2 separate regions of the Mus musculus genome follow, and region 2 is linked to region 1. Evidence: chromatin contacts called from public HiChIP or PLAC-seq data. All regions are on one chromosome and are shown on one strand. Each heading gives the region's core, a stretch centred on a gene start, on an enhancer-like site or on the middle of the called end of the contact. The rest is flanking DNA. Distances are from core to core; before and after follow the strand shown. Region 1 has its middle 36 kb from the start of 6820426E19Rik. Region 2 has its middle 5.5 kb from the start of Zfp239.

The links. HiChIP or PLAC-seq counts read pairs in DNA pulled down with a chosen protein or histone mark.
Region 2: a contact with region 1 is called in an H3K27ac HiChIP or PLAC-seq map of extraembryonic endoderm stem cells. The contact joins two enhancer-like sites. A contact is called at or near these places in 2 of 39 promoter capture datasets (both in the 3T3-L1 cell line), 1 of 115 datasets of contacts at active chromatin or transcription factors (extraembryonic endoderm stem cells) and 1 of 9 other capture datasets (embryonic stem cells).

Annotation. Positions count from the first base shown.
Region 1 is chr6:117,455,973-117,462,978 of GRCm38.p6, forward strand. No RefSeq gene overlaps it. Among named protein-coding and RNA genes, the nearest start is that of 6820426E19Rik, 36 kb to the right of the region's middle. Within about 2 kb of position 4,814, at least 8 of the 459 cell types and tissues checked have an H3K27ac peak or open chromatin away from gene starts, as enhancers often do. A contact at or near this core is called in extraembryonic endoderm stem cells, where this site is marked.
Region 2 is chr6:117,853,743-117,861,023 of GRCm38.p6, forward strand. No RefSeq gene overlaps it. Among named protein-coding and RNA genes, the nearest start is that of Zfp239, 5.5 kb to the right of the region's middle. Within about 2 kb of position 4,564, at least 11 of the 459 cell types and tissues checked have an H3K27ac peak or open chromatin away from gene starts, as enhancers often do. A contact at or near this core is called in extraembryonic endoderm stem cells, where this site is marked.

The sequences.
Region 1 (7,006 bases), core at 3,564-6,063:
TTGAGGAGCCCACATGCAAAACATGAAATAGCCTCATTCTAGTCTCAGGCTGAAGATGTTGGCCAGCTCTCCAAACTCAGCATGCTTCAAATTACTATCCTTGAAAAGACCAGCTCGCTCTTTAGTCTGCCCTGACACCGACCACTCAAAGGACTGGATGGATGGTTGGATGGACAGATAGGGGGACAGATGGACAGATAGACAGATGTGGTAGAAAGCAAGAGGATGCAGGACCTGTGTGTGATTGGAAGGTTAGAAGTATGGAAATCATGAGATGTAGAGAAAAAGCCAGCCACATGTGTGCATTGTCACCTTGATAAATGAGCATACATATATGAAAGTCCCAGCCCTGGCCTCTAGGAGAAACCAAGAGAAGTTAAGTCACCACTGGCATCAAGTCAGACTGTTAACACGTCCCATGAACTAGGGCCTCTACGAACAGACATGTGCTTTCTCATGGTTCTGAAGGCTGGAAGTTTAAGTTCAAATGTTAGAGACCAGCTTCTGCCAAGACTGCTCTTTTGGGCTTGAAGATGGTATCCTTTGTTGTGTTGGAATCATGGCTCTCATCTGGACAGACCACAGGCCAATGCAGTTCCATGTGGCAGAGGTTTACTGGGGGGTGAGGTGGGGGACAAGAAGGAGAAAAGGGGGTAAAGAGAGAAAGAAGGAAAAAAGGGGGTGAAGATCAGGAAGGGTCTGCCTTTTATTTAGGCTGTAATGTAACTGCTTGCAGGTAAGGATGGGAAGTGGACTCTGAGAATGTGCCAGTCCATGTCACCTGTGAGTGTCCTGATATCCTCTTTCTCCCTGTGTCTTCACGTTGTCATCCATCTGCATGTGTACATCATTAGGAGAACACCAGTCATGCTGGATTAGGACACTAACCAACCTTAACTTACCTTCCTAAATGCCCAGTCACCAACTGCAACTACGGATTTGAGAGGCACAGCTCACCCACCGGAGACTTCCACTTTCCACAGGGGACGGGGTCGGAGAACTACTTTCCTGTGCACACTGTGCTCTTCAGGGCTTTCCACCTTGCTTTGTACACTGTGTCTTTCCTGGGCCTTGTGAATAGGGCTCTGGGTGGGATGGGAACGGCATAAAAGAGAAAATCATTATGAGTGCATAAATGTCCTCTTCTTGGTGAAACCCAGCAATGTCCTCTGAGACTATGCTGGTTTGTCTCATCGTCTGTGCTGGGATGCATTTGCTCAGTGGCTCAGGAAAAACTCTAACCCAGTGTCCTTTTGTATACACCAGTGTGCTTGTTTTGACCCTGTGGGCAGTCCCCCCAGGCTACTGCCCATCAGTTAAGGTTTTGAAGACATAGTTTAAAAGCTCACTGTCTGGAAGGCCCCTGAGGGTCCTGTTACTACTTGAAGAATCATTAGAGCATAGTGTTCTCAACCTCGCTTATACAAGGAACTGAGAGAGCCCAGAATTTTGAAAAGAAACTAAGAAGTTTTGAAATATAACCCCCTAGCTAACCGATAATGTAAATAGAATTTCATGTGTAGTTTCCAGTGTTGAACTTTCTAATCGATGACAGAAATGCTTTAATCAAGGTGTTTGTTTTGGGTCCTTCATTATGCTTGCAGTCATTGTTGAAATGCTCCTACCCAGTGGAGGAGGTTTCAAAGACCGAGTAAGCCCTTCCAGGGCAGAGCCATGCCCAGGAGCAGTTAGCCAACAACACAAAGGGGACCCCATGTCTTTCTGTGTACTTTCTTGTTGATGTTATTTGTTTGGTTTTGCTATTCTTTTATCTTATTGAATTTTGTTTGTCTGTTTGGATTTCCTGAGTTTCTCATTTTTGTTTTTGTGGGTTTTTTTTTTAGACAGAGAGAGAGAGAGAGGGGGGGGGGGAGAGGGAGAGGGAGAGAGAGAGGATGAACAGGAAAAAGGATAGGACGGAAGATGGGAAAGAGAAAGAATATGATGAAAATATATATTGTGGGGGGGGGGGGAGGGAGGACTTCACACTGGCACAGGCCAGTGAAGGTGAAAGGTCACTTTGCCCCAGGACATTCGAGGTAGGGGGAAGCAGTTCCTGCCTTATCAGGGGAGTTTGCCAATGATAGGAGCACACATTCTCAGTTATCTGCTGATTCTATCTCTAGAAGAACTTTGAGATTTGCTGTACACAGGAAAAAGAGAGCTGTAATTTGCCTGTGTCACGGCTTATAAGGCTTAAGTGTAATGGGTGCACAGTATCTATGGTTATAGACTCAGCTTCTGCCTTTGGTCCTAGGAACCAGCATGAACCAGAATAATCTCTCTCTCTCATGGAAATGTCACATCATCAAACTAGCTTAGAAACAGATGCTCCCCAAAGCAGGATATATACAGTCACAAAAGATGCACCCTCCACTCATAGAAGTGTCTTCCAGTCTAAGCCCTCAGGAAAGGAACTCTGAAGCAACCCACTTTTTCATTTGGTCTTTCTCCATTTCTTCAGCTCTCAATGCTTGAGGTTCTACTGTATTAGGAATGTTCCCACCCAGGGCCATTCTGTTCTGCAGATGGGATACTGTTCAACTCATGAATTACTAGCCAGTAGATCTTTGGATTTAGTTTTTCTTACATAAGTTACAAAAAGAAAAAGGAAGGAAGGAAGGAAGGAAGGAAGGAAGGAAGGAAGGAAGGAAGGAAGGAAGGAAGGAAAGGAAGGAAAGGAAGGAAGGAAGGAAGGAAGGAAGGAAGGAAGGAAGGAAGGAAGGAAGGAAAGGAAGGAAGGAAAGGAAGGAAGGAAAGGAAGGAAGGAAGGAAGGAACGAAGGAAGGAAGGAAGGAAGGAAGGAAGGAAGGAAAGGAAGGAAGGAAGGAAGGAAGGAAGGAAGGAAGGAAGGATGGGAAGGAAGGAAGGAAGGATGGGAAGGAAGGAAAGATGAGAGAGAGAGAAAGAAAAAAGAGGGAAAGAAAAATGAGCTGCCATCAAGACATTCAACCTTAAAGAAGTGTAAGATAGCTCTCCACCCTCCCAAGCTATGACACTTCTCTTCTTCCACTTTAGCCTTTGACCTTTGGTGAGGTCATTGCCTGTTGTGCTTATGGTCAGGGTTCCTTTGAGGACAAGCTGCCTGAGGAGTTACCTTCAGACCTTTTGTTATTATACAAAATCAGACCTAAATTGAAACTCTGGGCAACTTTTTCTCCTTAGTCAAAAAGAACTAGGGCCTAGATCTCGGACTCAGAACTGAATGTCCCAGGCACACTGGAGACTTCCGTGGTCTGAATATGAAATGTTTCCACACCTAAACTCACGTATCGAATGCTTGGTTTCCATCTGGAGACACTGTATGGAGACATTGTAGAAACTTTGAGGGAAGAGATGGAACTAGAGGGTGCAAGTCACAGGAAACTGGGCTTTGAGGGTCTGTCTAGTCCCTGGTCCCTTCCTCTCTGTGTTAGCTATCAAGTGCAGCATCCTCTCAGTGTGATCCTGCTACCACTTGTATGTTAGCTGTGAGTGTCCTGCTCTGAGGAATATCTGCTCACTTCACTATAGACCAAGAAGAAATGCGAACAAGGACTGTAGACCAAAATCTCTGAAACTAGGAACCCAAGTAACCCCTTTAAAGCTCTTTCTTAGTATTTTGGGTCACAGTTTGTGAACATAACTAGCACAGATGCCAGTGGGATTAGATTTGCATCCTTTCCCCTCTGGCCACCCTCCCCGCCCTTCCCCCCCACCCCCCACCCCCCACCCCCCACACACATAGGTTAGGAGTCAGGGGATACACCTGGAAAGAAAAGTTTCAGAGAAATGGCCTTTTGATCCCCTTCACAGATGTTTGGAGACATGAAACATTGCTCAGCCCAGATACCCAGTCAAGATCAGGTACCAGAAGGGACAATGTGCTCCTGAAGGAGAAATGACCTATCACTTTGCACCATAGCCTATCTGTCGTCATATGGTGGTGGTGGTGGGGGGGGGGGCTTCTTTTCCACAGCTTACACTGGGTTCCCTATCTATAAAACACTTGTATGATCCTGATAGGAAAAGAGTCTGCCTTTCAAAAACAAAACAAAAGCAAACTACTGTCCTTTAGAACTTAGAAGAATTATCTATAGGACACCCTCTCGGTGGTTACTCCTGCATATCTCAGCTCCTGAGAGTCTAAGGACACATCTGGGGACATATAAGCCCCTGAGTTCTCAGGGAACCAGCACAGTGACTTCATTAAACTTTCATCAGAGACAGGATTTGTGCAGCAATTTGTATCAATGACAGCTGCCAGACAGGGAAGTAAATGCCCTTTAGGCCAGTGTTTCCAAGTCCGACCTCCATGTAAAGGTTCCCTACACTCACCCAGACAAGCTGGCTGGACATCAAGTGTAGGCAGGGTGTGCTTGAATCTGGACTCCTGGGAATGTCTAAGCCTCGGCGTCCCAGGGCAGTGTTGGAACTCCTGCTGCTGAGGGGGATGTGAAAGGGAGGGGTGTGCCATTGTAAGGGAATCTAGTGTTTATGGGATCCAAGCAGAAACGTGGCCTCCTTTGTCTTCCTGAGCTGATAAAGTGTGGGACTGTCTGGTTTGGTTGTGTGGACATTGTTTCCACCAAGCCACACCTTGTTGCCCCTCAGCTCACTACGCTCTGGGTGACATGCCTCTTGGCTTCTAGATGGCTGCAAGGGGGCAATAAACCAATGCTGTGCCTTTTGTTTAAGTTTTAATAAGGCCATTATTGGGAGGCTTAAAAGCCGGGTTTTTGTGTAAGATTTTCTCCAGTCTCTGAGGTGGGACTACAAACATCCTGGATGTTAGAAATGGGAGGAAAAGATTACCAGGGAGGAAAGGAAGACTTCCTCTTTCTCTAGGAAGGCTGATAGATAAGCAGCCTCTGGACATGGACTCTCTCTGCCTTGTGGTTCCAGTGTGAAGTAAGGACTTCAAGCTGGGAGCCCCAAGGCAGCTCACCTCATAGGTGAAAACAGAAGCTAAGGAAAGGGCCCCCTGAGCGTCTGCAACTGGGAAGCCAGTTTGGCCCACTCCACTATGCTTGCTGTTCGTCTTCCTGTGTCTTCCTGCACTCCACCCAAGCCGTGTCTCAATGGGCCTGGGCTCCCTTCAGCCTTGTCCTAGGGAAAGCAGCATCCATTTGTGGATCTAATACTAGAAGGAGGATTGATATCCTAAATATGCAAAGAATGCTACCCTTTGCAGGCACATGCACCATGCCTAGATCTTAGTGTGGTTTCTAGGAATCAGAACCTGGCTCTCCATGATTGCCTGTCAGGTACTTTACTGACTGAGCCATCACCCCAGCCCTTAGTTAACTTTGTTAGGAACCTATAAAACTACTTCCCCACCAATGATGGCATGTTTAGCCTTTTCATTTAGACAATAATAGACATGAGGTGGTATTACTTTGTGGTTTTTAACTTGAATTTCCCTAAGATGCTAAGTATCTTTTCACATGTTTATTTGCTGTCTTCATTCTTTATGTGATGAAGTGTGTGTTCATGTCTTTTAAAATTGCCATTGTTTCTGGTATTAGATCCACAGATGTTTCTTCCCTAAAATGACCAGTTTTTTCCCCATTTCCTTTTAAACTACCTTTTAATGGTCGAAGTCTTAATTTGAATGAATTCCAATTATCTGTTTTGCTTTCCTCTTCATGGAATGAACCTCCAGCAGTAACTTATAGGAAGTCTTTTATCAGGTCACTATGACTTTCTGTTTTCTACAAGAAACCACTAAGTTATGGGTGCTCCTGACAGAATAGGAACCAGCAATGGTGTAACCTCCCTGTTTAAAACAGGGGTACAAAAGGTCACCGGCACCTCTAAGCAGCCTCTAAGCATCCTCTAAGCAGCCTGTACTGAGCTAAGGAGACACCTGGTGTCGTCACTTCAAGGAGGTGATAGGTTCCAGCTGAGGACCTGGGGGGCTTTAATAGGAACCACCCTTCACCATCACTTAGCAGTGTGATGTCTTTAAGCATGTGTAAGGAACATGGAATGGCAGATCCTATAGTATCATAGTGGAAAGAAGGAGAAGATGAAGGATGTGTTGGAGATATGAGGAGAACAGCCTGACCCTCTTCTTTATTCCTGGTGGAAACAGACAACCTCACATGCCTGGAGCATCTCTGTGTCAGCCAGTGTCCCCTTGCCAGCAGAAGCCATGATAGTTCCAGAGGGCACACCAGAGGACAGGATCAACTTCCCTAATTCTTCACTCTCTTAAGCACAAGCACAGGGCACTATAGTCCCCAGTATGGCTCTTCTCTGAGCACTCTTCCTCCTAAGACTTAGGTTTATAGAATGATTTCTTTTTAGTTTCCTTCTAAAAAGTAATACTGAAAGAAAGATGCAGAAGTGACAAGCAGGCAGGAATGTGATGGCGAATTGGGTACAGACCAGAGAACCACAGAGCCCAGGCTCAAAAGGCTACTGAGATCAGTTCTGACTCACCACATGCCTGCACAAGCCAGTAGGCACTTCTAGGCCTTGATTTCTTCATCCCTGAGATTGGATTATGAAAGCATCTCTTCCCAGGATGCTGCGATGAAGCTTAGATATCCGGGAATAAAATAGGTGTGGTTACTTGTACCATACTTTATGAATCTGTCCCCAGGCATTTTTTTTCCATAGCTGACCTTCGCCACTAACCTTCAGAAATTGACATCAAGAAAAGATGGCAGTGAGTAAATTCTGTGGTCTCCTCTCCTTAAGCATGAAGACAAGCTCAGAATTGACTCTGAAGTCCTCTAAACACAGAACACTTCTGGCAGAACATTCCCACTCACAAAATCGCCAACTAATTATACTAAACAAGCTTCATTCTGAGCCAGAAGAGTAATGGTTTAGATGTCCCTTAGCAAGGTAGACCAGATGGCTTGTTTTCTCTGCCTGCATCCACAAAACAAATAGGATACTGGAAGTGTGTGCAGTCACACAAAAGGGAAGAAGAGGAGAAAGAAGAGGAATGAGGTCCTCAGGGCCAGGTACTGCATCTTTCTCTATATAGGCCTGTGGCTTCATTCTGCAAGTG
Region 2 (7,281 bases), core at 3,314-5,813, 400 kb after region 1:
AACTGTACAGCTACAGTGTACTCACATACATAAAATAAATAACTCTTTAAAAGAGAGTTGAAGTGGGCTGGAGAGATGGCTCAACGGTTAAGAGCACTGACTAGTCGTTCTTCCTAAGGTTCTGAGTTCCAATCTCAGCAACCACATGGTGGCTTATAACCATCCATAATGAGATCTGATGCCCTTTTCTGGTGTGTCTGAAGACAGCTACAGTGTCTTACATATAACAATAAATAAATCTTAAAAAAAAAAAGAGAGAGAGAGAGAGAGTTGAAGTATCACAAAGAACTCTACCTGACCTTCTCTGTTGAAGATGGTGGGCAGAGTAAGAAGGACTGCTGTGGCTGCTTGGGAAAGAGACCATGCACCTTCATGGGGTGTAATGACAGCAGATGAAAATTCCCCAACTAACAACCTGCATAGGATAGGATAACAATGAGGTCTACCAAGGCCATAGGCAGGGTCTTTGAAGCTTGATCACAAAGATTAGATTATCAGGGATAAATCAGTGCCTGTTCCAGGAGAGAATGGGGATCAGAAGACAAAGGACCTGGGGGTCGGAGCAGTGGTTCTTTCTCTCTCTCTCTCTCTCTCTCCCTCTCTCTCTCTCCTGGTTTTTCAAGACAGGGTTTCTCTGTATAGCCCTGGCTATCCTGGAACTAACTTTGTAGACCAGGCTGGCCTCGAACTCAGAAATCCGCCTGCCTCTGCCTCCTGAGTGCTGGGATTAAAGGCGTGAGCCACCACTGCCCCGCTGAAGTGGTGGTTCTCAACCCTCCTGTGACCCTTTAATACAGTTCCTCATGTGGTGATCCCCAACCATGAAATTCTTTCATTGCTACTTCATAACTATAATGTTGCTATTGCTATGAACTGTGATGCAAATATCTTATATGCAGAGTATCTGTTATGCAGAGTATCTGATATGCAGTGTATCTGATATGCAGAGTATCTGATAAGCAGAGTATCTGATATGCAACCTCCAAAGGGGTTACAACCCATAGGTTGAGAACCTCTAGGTTAGACATAAAGAGTCCTTGGGACCAAGGATGCAAAAGGTACTCTGTAACTTACAGACAGTAAATCATAATGAGCATAATGAGAAAGTGCAGAAGATCTGAAGATGAATCTGGAAGAAAAAAGAAATTACTTTCCTAACAGACCTTAGGGCTGCATGCTCTTCTCCACCCTAGCCTGAATAAGGAAAATAAATGTCCCCTGTCCTCTTACACTGCAATTACATGTTAAACATGAAAACATCTTTGGTTCTGTGGGTATTTTCTTCCTGCCTTTTTTTGCATACAAAGAGTAGTGTCCTACTCAGGTTCAATGGCAATATGCCAAAATTCTGACTAAAGTGTAAACCTTAAGTCCAAATGGACAGATTTTTCTGGAGACGTGCAATAGGAGAAAGCTTGGACATTACAAATATGTATACAGGCAATCATTTTTGCTATGATGTGCCAGGAATATAATTTGGCTTAAACTCTCGCCTGGGAAGATGAAATAAGTGGTAACTAGGAGAGGGAGAGAGAGAGAAAATAGAAAAAGAGAGAGAGTTGTTGAGAAGGATTAGTATGAAGTCTTCTTTATGGTTTTATTATAGAAAGGCAGAGAGAAAGAGAGAAGGTAAAAGAAAGAGAGGGAAGTATGACGTCTTTTTATTTTTGGTAGAAAGGATTAAAAAGAGAATGTTTTAGATAATGGTGGGATTTTTATCCTAGGAATTTAAAACAGAAGATGAAGACAAAGGCATGAAAGTCCTTCACAGAAGGTCTGAGCAAGTTGCACCACCAGGCTTATTTCGGAAATGGGACTGTTGCTGTCTTCAGACACACCAGAAGAGGGCATCAGATCCCATTACTGATGGTTGTGAGCCACCATGTGGTTGCTGGGAAGCCACTGAGCCAACTCTCCAGCCCTGAAAATGAGGTTAAGGGTGATATATGTTAGATGATTAAAGTTTATTAAAAATCCCTAAGGTGCTGGCCTGTGGTGGCACACGCCTTTGATCCCAGCACTCAAGGAGCAGAAGTAGGTGGATCTCTCAATTGGGAGCCAGCCTTGTCTACAGAGTGAGTTCCAGGACAGCCAAGGCCACACAAGGAACCTCAGTCTCAGGAAAACCAAAAGGGAAAAAAAATCCCTAAGGTTAGACAGGTGTGGTGGCCACACCTTTAATCACAGCACTCTAGGCAGAAGCCAGCAGATCTCTGCGATTTTGAGGATACCCTGGTCTACAAAGTGAGTTCTGGGACTATGTAGAGAGAACTTGTCTCAAAACATTTAAAGAAAGAAAATCTCCAAGATTATAGTGCTCTACAGACACAAGAACTAGTTTATAGGCTGGCGAAATGGTTCAGTGGATAAGGGCGCTGACTGCTCTTCTGAAGGTCCTGAGTTCAAATCCCAGCAACCACATGGTGGCTCACAACCACCCGCAATGAGATTTGATGCACTCTTCTGGTGCGGCTGAAGACAGCTACAGTGTACTTATGTATAATAGTAAATAAATCTTTTTTAAAAAAAGAACTAGTTTATATGTGTTAAAATGTAACATACAATACATACATACTGTGTGTTACTATGGTAACACAAGAACTGGTTAAAAAGAAGGAGGGTCTAAGTACAAGGTCATTACTTGTGGTTTTGCTGGCCTCCTTAGGGTTTAACCACCTGGGGAAACTGAGTCATAACAAAGCCAAGGTTCTTTTTAAATTGGGTTGTTTTGACCAAGCCTTTTTAAAATGTTAAAAAAAAAAAAAAGCAGTTTAAAATTACAAACTGATAAAGCTTTCCCTCTGGGGATAAGCTTTAAGCCTACACCAGTGAGGAAAATCAAAAGTTTCCTAGCCTTTGTCCTCAAGGTCAGTCAGGACCCAGAGAATGATAGGAGCTAAATGATCAAGCCTCTTGACCAGAGAGGTCCCAGAAATCTCCAGCAGGGTTGAATCTTATAAAAAGGGGGAGGGAGTGTGCTGGGGATCTCAGAGTGTGAATGCTACAACACAAAGTTACAGTTGTATGGGGGTCCACACTATCTCTAAACGGCGAAGGGCGTGAAACTTGCCAAAGGACAACATTTTACAAGGATTTGTTTTAATGAGAAACAAACTCCATAAGAGAGACCCCCCTAAACTGAAACCCTTTCAAAGTACCAAGAGGACTTCACAGAATGACCTGAGGTGGAAAGTCATTGACTGTGTCTATGGCAACCCCCTCATGTGGATAGAGGCCTTCCTCCTCCCAGCTTCGATGGCTGACACAGTTAGAATTGTCTTAGGGTACATTACGACACAGCTCCTGCCCGGCGGTGGTGGCACACACCTTTAATCCCAGCACTTGGGAGGCAGAGGCAGGCGGATTTCTGAGTTCGAGGCTAGCCAGGTATACAAAGTGAGTTCCAGAACAGCCAGGGCTACACAAGAAAACTGTCTCAACACCTAATGCACTCAGGAAGCAGATGCAGGTGGATCTCTGTGAGGTCAAAGCCAGCCTGATGCACAGCCCAATACATGCACCAAATCCTGGGCACCCAGTTTCATAAGAAGCTACTACTGGGATAACTCCAACTCAGCAATAGTACCAACTCCATTTTATCCAATAGAAAGGTCATATGGACAAAAAAAAAAAGAAAGAAAGAAAGAAAGAAAGAAAGAAAGAAAGAAAGAAAGAAAGAAAGAAAGAAAGAAATGTCATTGCATTAAATGGCATGATATAGCAAATGGAAGAAAGAGATATATACAGACTATTCTACACAATGTTGCTTTTGAAATAAGTTCTGGGTTTCTTTTGTTTGTTTGTTTGTTTTTTCGAGACAGGGTTTCTCTGTATAACCCTGGCTGTCCTGGAACTCACTCTGTAGACCAGGCTGGCCTCGAACTCAGAAATCCGCCTGCCTCTGCCTCCCAAGTGCTGGGATTAAAGGCGTGCGCCACCATGTCCGGCTTTGAAATAAGTTCTATGGTAGCCCTGGTGGCCCTGGAACTCTATGTAGACTAAGCTAGCTTGGAACTCACAGAGATCCCCTTGTGTCTGCTTTCTGAGTTGTGCAATTAAAGGAATGTGCCACCATGCTCACCTAGTTAGGTGGTGGTGGTGGTGGTGGTGGTGGTGGTGGTGGTGGTGGTGGTGGTGGTGGTGGTGAAATTGACACAAGCCCTGGCCATCTGAGAAGGACCTTCCCTTGAAAACATTCCTCCCACAGGCAAATCCGTGGAGCATCTCTTGATTTAACAATTATTGTAGGAGGGTCAGCCCATTGAGGATAATCCTACCTAATTGTGATACCTATAAACCACACTGTTCAGCATAGCAAGAATATCCCCCCCAAAAAAAAATGCAGCTGGGGAGACAGATCAGGGGTTAAGAGCATTTGTTGTTCTTGCAGAGAGTCCAGGTTCAGCTTCCAGCACCTATGTGGTTAACTACTTTCTATAGACCACAAGGTGGTGCACAACTCTAATCCCTGTAAAAGGCAAAAAGTCCTTGTACACACAGATAGGTTCTGGAGAATCCAGGAACTATTTTACATAGGCATTCTTCAAAGGAAGGAGATGCTTAACCTATCTTCTTCCTGGAATTCTAGGAATGGATATAGTTTACAACCTGGCAATTCTCTGCTGTCTTATGAGCTAGGCGCTGCCATATCTCTCAGAATTTATATTTTACTTATCCTAGATCCTTTCCTCCTAAAACCTTGAGCATTATTTCTAGGTCATAAAAATCATTCTTGTGATGAAATTTGGACTTTACAACAACCTAGGTGGCTGCTGTGTTATCTTAGGGATGGGGCTGGCAATCAGGACTGCTGTGGGCCTTAATGTTTACCTAAGGCATTCTCTCTGGACCATTATCTTGAGCATTGTTTCTAAGTCAACAAGAACCCACCTTATATGAATACTTTGTAAAGAGTTCAATGAAACATGTCTTTTTTTTTTTTTTTTTTGGTCTTCTTTTTTTCTTTTTTGGTTTTTCGAGACAGGTTTGCTCTGTATAGCCCTGGCTGTCCTGGAACTCACTCTGTAGACCAGGCTGACCTCGAACTCAGAAATCCACCTGCCTCTGCCTCCCAAGTGCTGGGATTTAAGGTGTGCTCCACCACCGCCCGGCCAAAGCATGTCTTAAGCTTTGTTGTACTCACAGGACTGAGTTATTTGTTATCTGAAAACTTTTTTCTAAAACTGCTGTGCTTAAATATGGCTAAAATAAATGAACTGGTGTCAGATTCTCAAAGTCCTGGCATAGGATTGGTGCCTAAACCAGCCTGAACCAAATTTCACTCCTGTCTCTTCACAGATGGTTTCCATGTCCGCTGTAAAACTTTCAGGGACCCTTTACAAATCCCAGCACTCTGGATGCAGAGGCAGCCATATCCAAGTACAAGGCCATCCTTCAGAGTACAATTCAGGACATCCAGGGATACATAGAGAAACCTTGGCTTGAAAAACCAAGCAAAGCAGGGCGATGGTGGCGCACACCTTTAATCCCAGCACTTGGGAGGCAGAGGCAGGTGGATTTCTGAATTCCAGGCCAGCCTGGTCTACAAAGTGAGTTCCAGAACAGCCAGGGCTACACAGAGAAACCCTGTCTCAAAAACAAACAAACAAACAAAACAAAACAAACAAGCAAAAACAAGCAAGCAAACAATCTAGAATTCCAGTTCCAGGGATCTAACTCCCACTTCTGACTTCCATGGGCACCAGGCAGAACACACAGTACACATACATACATGCAGGTGAAGCACTTATATATATAAAGTAAGAGAATAATAAATTATTTTTAATAGATATTCCCAAAGATGCAGCAGTGGCACTTATAATTTAGGGATAGCCAACAACCATCTGAATGGATTTACAAACCAAAGAATAGATTACATATCTGATACTATAAGCCTATCTGTGACCAGTAAGTCCATGGATCATAGATAACTTAGTATTGTCATGTTCCCTAAAACAGTATAATTTGTAACAGCGTTCTTGTTTTTAAGATTTATTAATTTTTTATGTATATGAGTCTATTGTAGCTGTCTTCAGAAACACCAGAAGAGGGCATCAGATCCCATTACAGATGGTTGTGAGCTACCCTGTGGCTGCTGGTAGTTGAACACAGGACCTCAGGAAGAGCAGTCAGTGCCCTTAACTGCTCTCTCCAACCCCCTCTAACAACATTCTTACTACTTATCCTTAAACACATAAATAAGTGTGCTCTCATCCTTCATCCTGGGAGTTTCTTTTGCAGCAGAGACAATTACAGAAAGCCACAACTGATCAAAATGCAGAGAACTGCTTACCACAGTGTGCCAAAATGCCAATTGATATATCCCCACCATAACACAAGCCCCTGCATCTAAGGCTCAGAGAACATCACACAGAAACCAAGAGAGAGACCCATAAGATCTCTCAACCATATGGTAGCCTAAATAACACCCTAACAATGACCACACCAGTGCATAGGGGACATCTCAGAAGGACCCACCCTTACATGAAGAGCTACAGGCAAGTAATGACTGCTGAGAAAGGGAGAATCAGCCTTCTCTAGGAATGGGTCACCTAATTGGTAATCCAACACAAGTAGTCAACCCTAAAAACACATAAGCAATGCTAAGTGTATTTATATTTGAATACATACATACATACATACATACATACATACATACATACATAGATATATACACACATGCCACAGACCACCCCAGCTGGGCATGGGGGTCCCTGGAATGAGAGTCTTTGAAGCAGGTGGGTAAGGATTCAGCTGTGACAAACAGAGACAAACACAGAGCCAGTTTGAATCTGAGTGTATTCTGCAGCTCTCAAGCAGGGGGTTTTATACATTAAAAAAACCAAACATTACATCTCTTAGAAACTATATCCAGCCGGGCGTGGTGACACGGCTTTAATCCCAGCACTTGGGAGGCAGAGGCAGGCGGATTTCTGAGTTCGAGGCCAGCCTGGTCTACAAAGTGAGTTCCAGGACAGCCAGGGCTATACAGAGAAACCCTGTCTGGAAAAACCAAAAAAAAAAAAAAAAATCACTTGGCACAGTAAAGCACAAAAATCATCCAAGCATTACAACTCTGAAACTATGTATTCAGTGAATCACAAATAGAACAGTTCTTTTTTTTTTTTTTTTTTTTTTTTTGTATTCAGTGGATGTATTCAGTGGGGGGCGGGTTTCCAGGAGCAGGTTAATAAATCTTTAAAGGTCAGTGCTCTTAACCACTGAACTAACTTTCCAGCCTCATGGTCAATTATTATTTAACATTTAGTGCCTGATTTTTTA